3 separate regions of the Zea mays genome follow, and regions 2 and 3 are each linked to region 1. A link is a contact called in public Hi-C data. All regions are on one chromosome and are shown on one strand. The core of a region is the stretch at or near the end of the contact, and the rest is flanking DNA. Distances in the headings are between cores, read along the strand shown.

Evidence for each region. A called contact is a pair of places that touch in the nucleus more often than the background predicts.
Region 2: a Hi-C map of tassel shows a contact between it and region 1, with 4 times the contacts expected there. The contact joins the promoter of LOC100192893 here to the promoter of LOC103640164 in region 1. A contact is called at or near these places in 2 of 25 Hi-C or Micro-C datasets (ear and tassel).
Region 3: a contact with region 1 is called in a Hi-C map of ear, with 2.2 times the contacts expected there. The contact joins the enhancer-like site here to the promoter of LOC103640164 in region 1. A contact is called at or near these places in 3 of 25 Hi-C or Micro-C datasets (ear, endosperm and tassel).

What each region holds. Positions count from the first base shown.
Region 1 is chr1:161,183,496-161,187,685 of Zm-B73-REFERENCE-NAM-5.0, forward strand. It overlaps LOC103640164 (formin-like protein 12), which reads right to left and starts at 2,092. Exons shown (of 18, transcript XM_008662798.4): 1 at 1,551-2,092; 2 at 1-482. The coding sequence starts at 1,623.
Region 2 is chr1:161,676,509-161,680,698 of Zm-B73-REFERENCE-NAM-5.0, forward strand. It overlaps LOC100192893, which reads right to left and starts at 1,891. Exons shown (of 7, transcript NM_001358485.1): 1 at 469-1,891. The coding sequence starts at 1,140. It also overlaps the pseudogene LOC118476066.
Region 3 is chr1:160,879,454-160,883,643 of Zm-B73-REFERENCE-NAM-5.0, forward strand. No RefSeq gene overlaps it. Among protein-coding and RNA genes, the nearest start is that of LOC100274853, 9.0 kb to the right of the region's middle. Within about 2 kb of position 1,683, at least 12 of the 20 cell types and tissues checked have an H3K27ac peak or open chromatin away from gene starts, as enhancers often do. A contact at or near this core is called in ear, where this site is marked.

The sequences.
Region 1 (4,190 bases), core at 842-3,341:
GTACCCAAGATATCGAAGATGTGACGGTTGTGGATTCAATGTGGTTAGCATCTGAAGAAGCTCCTTAGGGGCTTGCTTATACACCATATCTAGAGTTCTTTGCTCCCCATTATATTGTTTCCTGTACAGAAGAAGACCTGCAAGCATAAAAGCCAACACTGGCCATCCATCTTTCTCACAGTGCATTAGCAGAATATTTTGCTGCCCTTCAAGCATAAGCCACCTTTCACTCAGCCCCAGGAAGTGGAGAATGATATCCAAAGGAAGTAATGGGCATCCTAGATACTTGCAAGGGTAGTCTTTGACTGTAATATTGTACTTGGAGAAAATGCCTGAAATAAGACTTTTTCCTTCATCTCTAAAGTTGAGTACCATCAATGAAGAATCTGCAAACTGTTCACGGAGCTGCAAAATAATGCTGTCCAGATAATTCTTGTATCTGTATTGGTCCATGGTTTCTGTCGAGAAGCAACAATCGAATACTGCAAGCACAAACAGGCCAATCATTGCACACTAATGTCAGACTTATTTTGACAATGTCTATAAACATCATAGCAGTATGGTACTATGGTGCATGGACAGAAGCCACCCATTTAAAAAAGAATTGGTACGGGAGACTACGAAAGTAGCAGATCAATACATGATAGCCTTGGTCCTACATACTCAAAGGTCAAAGCTCTCTAATATAATGAAACACAGTTCTCCTGTGTTTTCAAGAAGAAAAAACATACTCAAAGGTCAAAGCAAAAACGAATGGGAGGTTATCCTGTCAGTCCTACTAAGAAGTCACCTAACTGCACTACTGAAAACTCACCAGCAAACAACTGACTCCAAAGTCTGCAACTCAAAGATGCCAATCAGTATCTCTAATCATGTGAAACTTAATTAGATCAATCATGTTTTCAAACATTTTAGCAGCATGGTGGTGCAAGACCAAATGCACTTTCCATTCAAATTTTCTGATAGCGAAGTAGCAGATTAAGTCACGATTGCATTGGTTGTTGATGAGCAAGCATTATTGTATTAGGCATAGACTAAATATCACAGGTCCTCAACTGACCAACAGAAAACCCATCAGCGGGCAACGTGGTATCTATATTCAAACATGTAAGTTACATTTATCAGCCATAAATTTGTAACATTATTTAGCACAAAATGGTCTGCATAACATAGGAACTTCAGAATTATCCTACCTGCACAATTCAACGAGGTTGGTAGCAACGTTACTATCAAAGTGTAGTAATGAAGAAAGAAGAATTGCAGCAACAGTCGAACGCAATGAGCAAACCCTTTTGATAGCCATAGTTCTAAACTTCTAACGAAACTAGAATGGGGCTGCAAAGTCTTCTTTTTCTTTAAATAAAGGCTGCAAAATCATGCTGGCACAGTAAGCTAATGCAGCATGCACGAGGAAGACATGTTAGCTGAAAGGCTGAAAAACAATATCCAGAGAAATATGTTCCGTCACTGAGCGAAATTACAGAATGCAGCTGCGTTTCCGGTGCTAAAATTCCCCAATCGAAGAGGAGGCGCGTGCGGGGTTAGCGTACCGTAGACGCGGTCGGCGATCTCGAGGAGCCGATCCGGCGGCTTCCGGTAGAAGAGCCTCCGGAACAGCGCCATCCCCTTGCGCTTCCGTCCGCCGTCGCCGTCGCCGCCGTCTCCGGCGGCCTGCCCCCGGGTCCACTTGCTCCGCGACGCCCGGGACCAGCCGACAGCACGTTTGCCCGCGGCCAGCCAGCCAGACCGCGGCGGCGGCGCCAGCGATGATCGGGCCCCGTGCTGCCCGGTATCGCTGCCGCCCCAGCGCCCACCCGCCAGCGCCGGCTGACGACACGATCGCCGGCGATCGGGAGCGCCACGCAGCCGCCCGCCCCAGCTCCGGCGCGCGAGTCGCGGGAGGGCAATGCTGCGCGCGGCGGAATTCGGCCAGCTAGGGTTTGCTCTCCCCCCCCTCTCGTTTTTTTTCGCTCGTGCTGCTGAAATTATTTTGGGGGTGTTCGAGGTGGCGGAGGAGGAAGCCAGGGAGGAGGAGCCTGACGCCAGCGCCAGGAGGCGGCAGAGCAGAGCACGCACGATTGCTCGAAACAAAATTCATAACGAGCAAATGCCTCCGCGGATGGATTTTTCTACGGATGACATATGGGGCCGGCACCAACGGGCAACGGTTGGCTGCGGCAGCGACGTGACCGTTGTTGCATAGGGACACGGTGCGCGCCAGCTGCTCGGCGCACGACACCAAGCAGCGCTCGTCTGGTGGGCTTCTTGATGATCGTGGGCCGACTCTGCACTAGTCAGGAGTAGTTGGTCTGGGCCTGTAACAGGAGGATGAATCCAAGTTGGCCTAGCGAAAAGGAGTAGGGATGATAATAGATACGAGTATGGGTAAATAAACACGAATAATTATCCATTGGATATGGGTATGTTGGAATTTGGTATCCGCAGGTACAGCTATCTATGGATATAATAAGGTATCCGCGGATATTTTTTTCGCGGGTACGGATATCCAGTATCATACCCGTTACCCAATTGATATCTAACATGTGGGCCATCCAGATTTATATATTATATTATCATAAATTTTTATTTTCCAATTTTTATCTATAATATGTTGTTTGATGCTGAAATTATCATTTGATGCTACTGGAATGATAATTATTTCGAAATGTGATAAAATTGTTGTTTAGTGTTGAATGCTAAAATTATAGTGGGCGAGTGGGTAACGGGTATCCACTGGATAGCGGGTATGGGTATGGATACAAATCCATACCCGCGAACGTTTATGGGTACGGGTATGGGTTAAGTTTTTTCTCGTGGGTTTAGATTCGCGAACTATATATCCGTGTACTAACCGCCCGATTGTCATCTCTAAATGGGACTCACGCCGCGTTACCTATGCTACGAGTAAGTCTGATGTGTATATCATGCAAAATAGGGTAACATTGTAGACAATATTGTTTATACAATAAAATTTAACATAGGAGATGGAATAAAAGATATGATGGATAAGCTCTTCGAAGTCTCTGAGTCTAGTTTATTAGAAATTCTTCATCTTTTTCTATAATAATAATAATAATAATAATAATAATAATAAAAGAATGGCCCGAATTCATCATAGCTTAAATCATGTCCAAATATGGAATCTGTTTAGAATCTATTTGGATCTCCAGACTAAAATTTGGTCATTCACTGAATTATAGGCTAAATATGGACTAATAAAAAATTCTACTATGTTCGACTCATCAATTAGCCTATACTAATTTTCGTAATACCATGGTTAGTTTATATTTAGGCCTTCTATTTTGCATTCAACTCATAGACTCAAATTTAAGGGGTGTTTGGTTTCTAAGAACTAATTTTTAGTATCTTCATTTTATTTTATTTGGTTCCTAAACTGACAAATATAGAAATTAAACTCTATTTTAGTTTCCGGATTTGGTAATTTAGGTACTAAAATGAAATAAAATGGAGGGGCTAAAAATTAGTCTATAGAAACCAAACACCTCCTTAGTTTAAGGCTATGTTTGAGAGGGCTTCACTCAAGAATTGTAGCTTCGGTTTTCTAGCTTCACCATGAAACAATTTCAACAGATTGATATGGCATGATTCAAGATTGTTTGGCTTGCACATAGACTCTAGTTTCTGTGATACAATTAATTTGTATGAATTTCCTTAATTACCCTTGATTAGCGGGTGGAGAAATAGACAAGAATCGATATGTCATGTAAACCAATTGCATGGTGGGTAATTTTTGTGCAACTTCATTGTCGGGGACCATAATTAGGGGTACCCCCAAGACTCCTAATCTCAGCTGGTAACCCCCATCAGCACAAAGCTGCAAAGGCCTGATGGGTGCGATTAAGTCAAGGGTCGGTCCACTCAAGGGACACGATCTCGCCTCGCCTGAGCCCAGCCTCTGGCAAGGGCAGCCAACCCCGGAGGATTCACGTCTCGCCCGAGGGCCCCCTCAAGCAACGGACACACCTTCGGCTCGCCCGAGGCCCAGTCTTCGCCAAGAAGCAACCTTGGCCAGATCGCCACGCCAGCCGACCGTATCGCAAGAGCATTTAATGCAAGGGTGGCCTGACACCTTATCCTGACGCGCGCCCTTCAGTCGACAGAGCCGAAGTGACCGCAGTTACTTCGCTGCTCCACTGACCGGCCTGACAAGAAGACAGTGTCGCCTGCGT
Region 2 (4,190 bases), core at 641-3,140, 490 kb after region 1:
AACGGTTGTGGATCGTGACAAGACGATCGACCGATCGCCATTGGATTGGATGGTGACAAGGGTCAAGAGCTGACAGCATGCATGGCCCCCGCGATCGCGGTGTCCGACTGATGCGTACCGCAGTTTCTGACATGTTTGCCCGCGCGAGGCAGACAAGCTAAAGCTAAGAGCATCTCCAACAATGTGACCTATAAAAATGTCTTATAATTTAAAAATAAGTAAATTTTATAGAATTTAGGGCACCAATAAAACACCTCGCTCCAACAGTAAAGCCTCAAATCTAGATTATAAGGCAGCCCACTACGGTGTAGTATATTTGAGGCACTTGAGAGGGTGCCCTATAGTTTTTTGACAAAATTTGTTGAATTGAGGCACTGTTGGAGTGTTTTTTCCTGTGTAGAGCCCTATATTTCAATTTGAGGCACTAGTTTGAGGCATTGTTGGAGATGCTCTAATGACGTGACGTACCTGCGACTCGGTGAAGGTGATGTCGGGGGAGGAGCTGAGTCCGGCGAGGTCATGCTCGAGGTACTCGAAGACGAGGTAGATGGAGGGGGAGGAGCGGGAGGTGACGAGGCCCTCGAGTCCGACGACGTTGGGGTGGCCTTGGAGGCGGCGGAGGATGAGGATCTCCCGCGCCATGAACCGCACGCTCTCGGGCTCCACGCTGTCGAAGCGCACCTTCTTGAGCGCCACCAGGCGGCCCGTGGCCAGCTCCCGCGCGCGGAACACGCTGCTGTACGTGCCCTGCCCCACCTTCTCCAGCTTCTCGAAGCCGTCGGCGCGGAGCGGCACCCACCCGTGCACGGCCTCGGCGGCCACCGCGCTCAGCCACGCCGGCCACCCGGCTGCCGCCTGCTCGCCCTCCACGCACGGCCGGACGCTCCCCAGCCGCGCTGCCGCCGCTACCGCAGCCTCCCTCCCCGACCGCCGCCGCCGCCGCTCGTCCTCGTCGTCGTCTTTGAACGCCTCCAGCCGCACCGGCCGGCTCCATATCGACATCGCCGACGCCGACGCCGACGCCGAGCCCAGGTCCGCCGACGCCGACGCGCTGCGGGACATATTGTAGGAGCACGACGACACGTCGTCCTCGTACGACGGCGAGGACACCACCCCGGGCCTCGACACCGCGCAACCCATGTCTGCCGCCCTCGCCGCCGACCGGCGGGCCAAGCACCTGCTTATGGCTCCACGGAGGCGGCGGGGGACTGGAAACAGAGGAGGAGCAAGAACACAGGGGAGGGAGGGGGAGGGTCGGTCTCCTCTCTCTCCTCCTCCTCCTCCTCCTCCGTTCTGTCTTGTTCTGTTCTGCCTCCCCGGGCGATCAGTCTCCTCCCCCTGCGTCCACAACAAGCAATCCGAGCAGCGGCTAGCCTAAAGATAGCAACGAAGGCGATGGCAGGCCATGGCCGATTGCTCCAGCTGCCCGCCTTTAATTGGTGCTCAATCTGTCCTTCCCTTTTGCTTTTAGTTCCTGCGCTGGTCTTGAGCTGGGGAGCAAGTGCACCTCTCTCACTCCCTCTCTGATCTTCTTGTCTGGCCTCCTAAAGCCTAACTCTACGCATGGTGGAGGATTAGGGCCTTGGGGGGCTTTGGTTAATTGCAACAACCTGTCTATGCCAGAGACCAAGGACGAATTGAAGAACAGGTGCAGCAGATCCAAAAAAAAAAAGTAAAAGTTGAAGCTTTTGATAGTGTTTTGGATAAATTTTGTCGTCGAACTGGTTGGGACTTGGGAGTTTGTTAGTAGTTTTTTCTTTCGCGAAAAGAAAGAAGATACAGGTGTGCTGGAACGCAATGGTCAAAGAATGCATTTGCTTTGGGTGAGGGTACACGGGCAAAGGGGAATTAGTGTGGAATTGATGCGCGCGCGCAAGAACAGGGGGGACACCAACGCGGTGTCCTGGTTTTGGGCGGGGAAACGTTCATGTGGCAATATTTATAACGCTAGGGCAGTAAGCAGTATGGGCAATGCTGTACTAGCCGTTTGTATTTAAACCCCGGTCTGCCCTTTTTCATCGAATTCTAAATTTCAAATTCAAGTGCTTACTCATTCTTGATGGTTTAGTGCTGTTTGTGAGCGATGATGTGGTTGATGAAAAGATGAGCACATGTGAGCAAAGGCAGCTTGTTTAGTGAGCAACATGGGCATCGAGTAGTGGTTAACAAAAAACAACTATAATTAGCATGATAAAAGCGGGGATCTAACGCTTTCGACAACGTGTATTTTTTTCTCCCCTTTTGGCTTTTAGTTTTGGCGTGTTTGGAGAAAGGGATATATGCTCACAATTTCTAGGGCATGTTTGAGAGAAGGGACATTAGAGGGCCTAAAATTTCCTTTTGCTATTTAATTTTAAAAAGTGGTGGGATTTCAGCCTTCCAATCCTCTCTATCTCCTCGCTCTCAAATATAAATAGGAGAGGGAGTTTAGCCCCTCCATTCTCACCTCCACCAACCTCATTTTCATGATATTCAAAATGGGAGGGAACGTTTGGCTAGCTATTGCCATGGTGGTGGGCATTAAGTGAGAATGTTTATGATAGGGACAGTTGTCGGACGTTAAGTTCAGTCTAGGTCTCGTTTCTTTTCGCTGGAGTTCTGTTTGTTTATGCATTGTGTACCGTGTACTTATTTTGGAATCATTGATCGCGATGACGTGGGATTTCGTTGAAGTGAGAGTAAATTTTTTTCACGCTAGTTTTACAACTCTATTTATCTAAGAAATTTTATTTTTTAAAGGAAAATGAACTAATTTTCTCTAGAAAAAATTAAAAAATCTCTTAGAAAAAAAATGAGGTTACCAACTACAACTAGCCCTAAAACTGTCTTTGGGTTCCATTTCTTTTTTTCCTCCTTTGGAACGGCGTGTATCTCTGTATTCCAAAACAAGATCTGGAATTTATGGGAAGCTCGCAGTACTGCACGACGCAGCGCGCGCTGGCCGAACTAGGGGCGGATAATGCCCAATAATGCACTGCAATGGACTCCATGCCATCTGCATGGTTGGTTAATTAGCTTAGGCTATCTCCTACCTCATTTTCTAGTTTATTGTCAGCATACCATCGGCTTCAGTACACTTTGAACACCAATCGGCAAGCGCAGGAACGAATGAAGCTGCTGTTGGAAGGATGGGCCGCCGCGTGCGCAGGCCTAATACGCGGGTGACGGGAGCCGAATGGATGACTTGACTAATGGGCCGTGGACCGTGTCCAGTATATTGTTGTACAAATACTCGATAGGATGCTGCTAATAGAGTTGTCGAATAACAGAACAATATTCGTCCATTCCTTCTGTTCTTCTTCCTCGGACCTCTCCTGCTCTCTTCCTCATATCCGGTAACATTCACGACGAAGGTGCGTGACAAATTTATCCATATTTCAAATATTTCTCTGTAAACAGTATCAAACAATATTATCTATATTTTTGTACTCCCTCCGTTTCTTTTTAGTTGTCGCTGGATAGTTCAATTTTACACTATCCAGCGATATCTAAAACGAAACGGATGGAGTATCCCTTATTGTTTACGCTCTGCTAAAAACAGTCTTAGCTATCGAGGCACTGCAAGAACTCCTTTTGTTTTCTTTTTTGAGAAGTGGTTGGCGCCTTGGCTGTGGTGGTGAAGAGTGAGGCTGGTGCCAGTGCGGACGGCAGCGCGGGCGAGAAGAGGCCGCTGCCGCCCGCGCGCGGGCGATAGGCGGACGAGAGGCCGGCGTCGGGCGATGGCGCTGGCGCCCGGCGAGAGCGGGCGATATCGCCTCGCTCTCGCCCGCGCTGGAGCGCCCGCCCGGGCGAGATGCGGGCGAGAGGGAGGCGAGGCACTGGCGGGGCGAGAGCGCGGGGCGAGAGCGCGGGCGAGAGCGACGTGGCGCGATCTGACTGGTCCACGTGTCGCGATCTGATTGGTCCACGTGTGCTAGCCGTTGCAACTAGCCGTTTTTGACCGTTTGGAGTCCAAAAAATTCGAAAAAAATTGCAAAAAATTACAAATTTCATCCCCAATCCCTCTATATATATCCCTACCCGGGTGGAGCTCATTTCACACACCATTTCATCTCATTTCTCTCTTCCAAACTCGCCTTTTCTACTCATCTTCACGTCATGTCTTCCTCGAGCACAAACTCAAGTGAAGGAGCCGAAGGGGGAATGTGCAATGCATTGCAAGCAGCCATGGAGGAGGCTATGCTCAACCT
Region 3 (4,190 bases), core at 433-2,932, 300 kb before region 1:
CGTAGCACTGTTCCCCTTTGAGAAAATCTCATACTCCCAATACCACATAACAGTACCAAAAAAAAGGATGTACACACACTGAAAAAAATGATAGAATTCAGGTCAATGATCTGAACACTATCCATAAAGAAATTATGTGCAAAAAAAAAAGAGAAACTATCCAGCATAACGAAAAAAAAGAGAAAGAAAGAAAGAAGAAGAAGGCATTTTGTCGTGGCACACAATTTAGCTGTGATCTGAACACTAGCCAATGCAACTTGCTGCAGCACTCATATACAGAGAAGAAAACAAAAGAAATTAATAAATAAAGTAAGCATATATCCAGAATTCCAGTTGATGCCACCAAGCAGAACATGCCCAACGAACTGGCCAAAATGATGATTGAGAGCTCACTGGCACTGCTGCTGATCGAGTCCTTCAAGGTACCCAAAACAAAAAAAAAGAGGGGCGCAAAGAGCTGGAAGAAAAGAAAGCATCAGCCCCACCCCCAATCATCAGGATGGGGAACACTGTGCATCATAAGTAAAGGCAACCAGCTAGCTGTGGCTGTGCCCTGCAGCAACCACTTACTCCTTGCATGGATATATGTCCTAGGCCCCAGAACCCTAGCAGAACGGTTCTCTGGGAAAGGAAATGGGTTGGTTATGCTGTCACCAGGGCTAACGCCTAACGGCCCCCCGCCGCCCACTCAACCAACATCACACACAGTACACAAGAGCCTCCTGATCTTGCCATGCACATCTTGAGCTTTACCATGGCGCTTGCCTGCCGAATGCTCTCTTCTGGCGCAAGATGTTCACGACATTGTATCCAAACAGCTGTCCTGACCAACTTGAAGCTAGATACGTACAATCCGGAATCCAGCTAGAGCGCTAGTCCTTATCCAAAAAGGTACAGTAGTGACAGCAAGCTAAGATGCTGAACTGCCGTGTGTGTGTGACTGTGTGTGTCTGTGAACAGAGGAATTAAGATAGCTGTTAGGGAGTAGCCATCTCCTACTGATCAATGAAGCCTTCACAAATAATCTGCACCCATTAACATTGGTCCTCGTGTGTTTTCGAGAAGTACGTATCACCGGCCGCAGATGACCGACATTTACACGCACACCGGCCGGAGAGCAGCAGCATTACATGCAACGAACAAGGCGGGTTTTGTTAGCATATACGTACTCATAATAATAACATAGTTTAAGACGATACGAACAGGCTAGCTGTTTGTTTTGGATTTTTTTAGCTTCTAATCAGACTGCCAAACGTCCAATTTTTTCCACGACCAGCTTTGGCGAAAATCGTTTGTAGTGAAAACAATCCAAAATCAATGTGAACATGGCCGAGTCGTTGAGATAATAGTAAACCATCACTTTCTACGTCATAAACTCTATGAGCTCTTTTATCCTCCTCTACACGTATTCTCCATAATACTCAATTTTTCACTGCAGCCACCTATAGTTAAAAGCTAATAAAAAAAGTTAAATCAAACAGATACCCATGATATGCTAGATAGGACAGCAACTATACACTGCTAGACAGGACAGAAACCATACGCTGCGATATATATAATGCTGATCATCATACGGCTAGTCATTAGAACGAACCTGACGAACTCCATAAGCCAGACGGACACGCATGTGAGCAGTGGGTATAGTACGTACGTACTAGTAGTGGTCCTGCTCGCATCGCATGCATTCCGGGCTCAAAAACTCCCTCCCTGGGCTGGCTGCTGTTGGATAGAGAGAGGGGCCACCCTATGGCTCGTGCCATGTCTCCTGGTTGGTCGATCTTGGAGGGGAAAAAGTAGTCTCGTCTCTGCATATAATTGCATCGCGTAGTACGCAAACATACTTACATGTCTGTTCGTTGGTGTGGGTTACGTTAGGGGCATGCATGTGATGTGATATGAACCAGTATGCACTGAGATCGGCATCGGTAGTTAGTACTCCGTAGTGTGCCACCGAACGAACGGGATGAGTTGACATGCCACCAGGAATCCACCGCGCATGTGTCCTCCTCCAACCACTCTTCTTTCTTTCTTCCTGATTCTGATGACCCATAAGCCATAATCCAGCAACCAACCTTAGCTGTTAGCTTCCTAGCCTGCATATACGTACCCAACTAACCAGAGACGCTCTCTTCCGATCTTACCCGTTGGTAGTACAACTGCACGCTTCTCGTCAGCCGTCAGGTCAACGCAGCCAGCAGTGCAACTGTTTGCAACATTGCGTTTCAGTCCATGCCATGCAATATCTTTTGAGTCCCAGCTCAACAATCTAGTAGTCTAACCTTTTTTCCCCCCGTTCCGTCAGTCACTGCACAAGCACTTTCGCTTTGAGTGCACAAGCTGCCGCTGCCGCACCAAAAAAATAAAAATAAAAAACATTGGAGGAAACGAATGAATCGCCCTGCTCGTTCGTTTGGACGAGCAAGAAACAAAATAAAAATCGCTTGCCAACAAACAACAGGCCCTTTTGATGCAGTGGTGTGTTTGGTTCCACTCAACTAAAGTTTGGACCCTACCACCGTGTCGAATGATAATTACATGTATTAAATATAGTTTAATTATAAAATATATTACACATATAAACGTTAAAAGACGAGGCGTAGTTATTAAATCTAAGTGAGTCTATATTTGATAGACATAATTGATATTCAAATATTTAATGTAGCTCGAACTAAACTTTTGCGGGAGGAAACCAAAACACCCAAATTTGTAGCCGGTATATAGCCAGTAGCCAGTGCCCCCGTCAGGCATAGTACGTCCTGCATAAACTTTTTTTTTGCTCACAAAGAAAGAAAAAGAAAAGGAAACATGTGGCGTGTCACAAAGCTGCCTCCCTCGCCCTGATAGTTTCAGTCAGGTAGTGCCAGTGCTGGTGAAACGGACATCAAGGTAGGAAACCTTGTCGAGCGCTTTGGTATATCCTTTTTCTGCTTCTTTTTTTGATTCACCAAAACAAAAAAAAAACACAATCTGATCACGTATCACATACGTAGTGCCTGCTGACTCTGTCCGAACTCCGAAGTAACTTCCTTCCATTCAGAGTAATAACATTAAGCTGCATACGAAAACTTGGTCTCAGAAGGGCTGCCGGCGGCCTCCCCTCCCATGGCGAGCGAGTGCCCCCTCCCCGCCATTGCAGCCGACCCTCCCACCTCAACCCAGCTCCCCACCTCTCTCCTCCACCGCAGATCGATAGATCAACCCGCTACCTCCCTCCCAAGCCCTGTTTCGCCTCGGCCGACGCGCTCTCCTACCGTGCCCCCGCCCTGTCTACCTCCGCCTCCGCCGCCGGCAGGAACACAGAGGAGATCTCGCCCAGCCTCAGTTATTGTGGTTCCAGAGGCTTGCGCTGCTGTCCCCTGCCAACCGGCCACCCCCGCTCTCACCAAACGTGTGCGCTTCGCCATTACTCCTCCCCTGCACTGCATCTCCGCCGCGCCGCGCGCATCTGGCAGCAGACCCACATTCACTGCGGCCCCCCTCTCTGCGACACCCGCGAGCTGCGGCAGGCCTGACCACATCGCCGTTGATGCACTGGATGGATGGACAACGGTCCGGCGCAAGCGCTCGCATGGTGCCCGAGAGCATTCAAGACGCCCAACCACCAGGCCGTCGCTGCCTTCAAATTCGGCCAGAGACAAATTGCTGGTAAGTCTGAGCGGTAAATGCTTCCGTTGTCTGGGCAGAGGACATCGTGCTTCCTCCTGCAGGGACCCTCTGCGTTGCTTCGGATGCGGAGGCCCCGGCCATAAAGCTCGGCTCTGTCCCAAGGCCAAGACCTCCCAGAATACGACTGCCCCGCAACCGCCTCCCAGACTCCACAGCGACGACTTCCCTCCGCTCGTTCAAGCCACCATGCCTCGACCAGGCGAGCCAGGGACGCGCCCCAGTGAAACCTTCGCCGTCGCTGCTTCCACTGGCGACATGGAGGCAGAGCTAGAGAGGCTCTCGACCCACGCCGTCGTCGCCTGGCTGGGGCGGGACCGACCTGAGGTAAGCGCCGACAGGATGAAGAGGGCGTTCTGCCACCAGTTCTGCGTGCGCCCCGACGACATCTCCGTAGCAAGACATCACCCAGCGGACTTCGTTGTCACCTTCTCCCATCAGCACCACAGGGAGACGGCTTTGGAGCGCAGGGAATTCCTCTCCGGCAACCTCGACATCCGCGTTCGGCGGTGGCTTCCGATGACCCA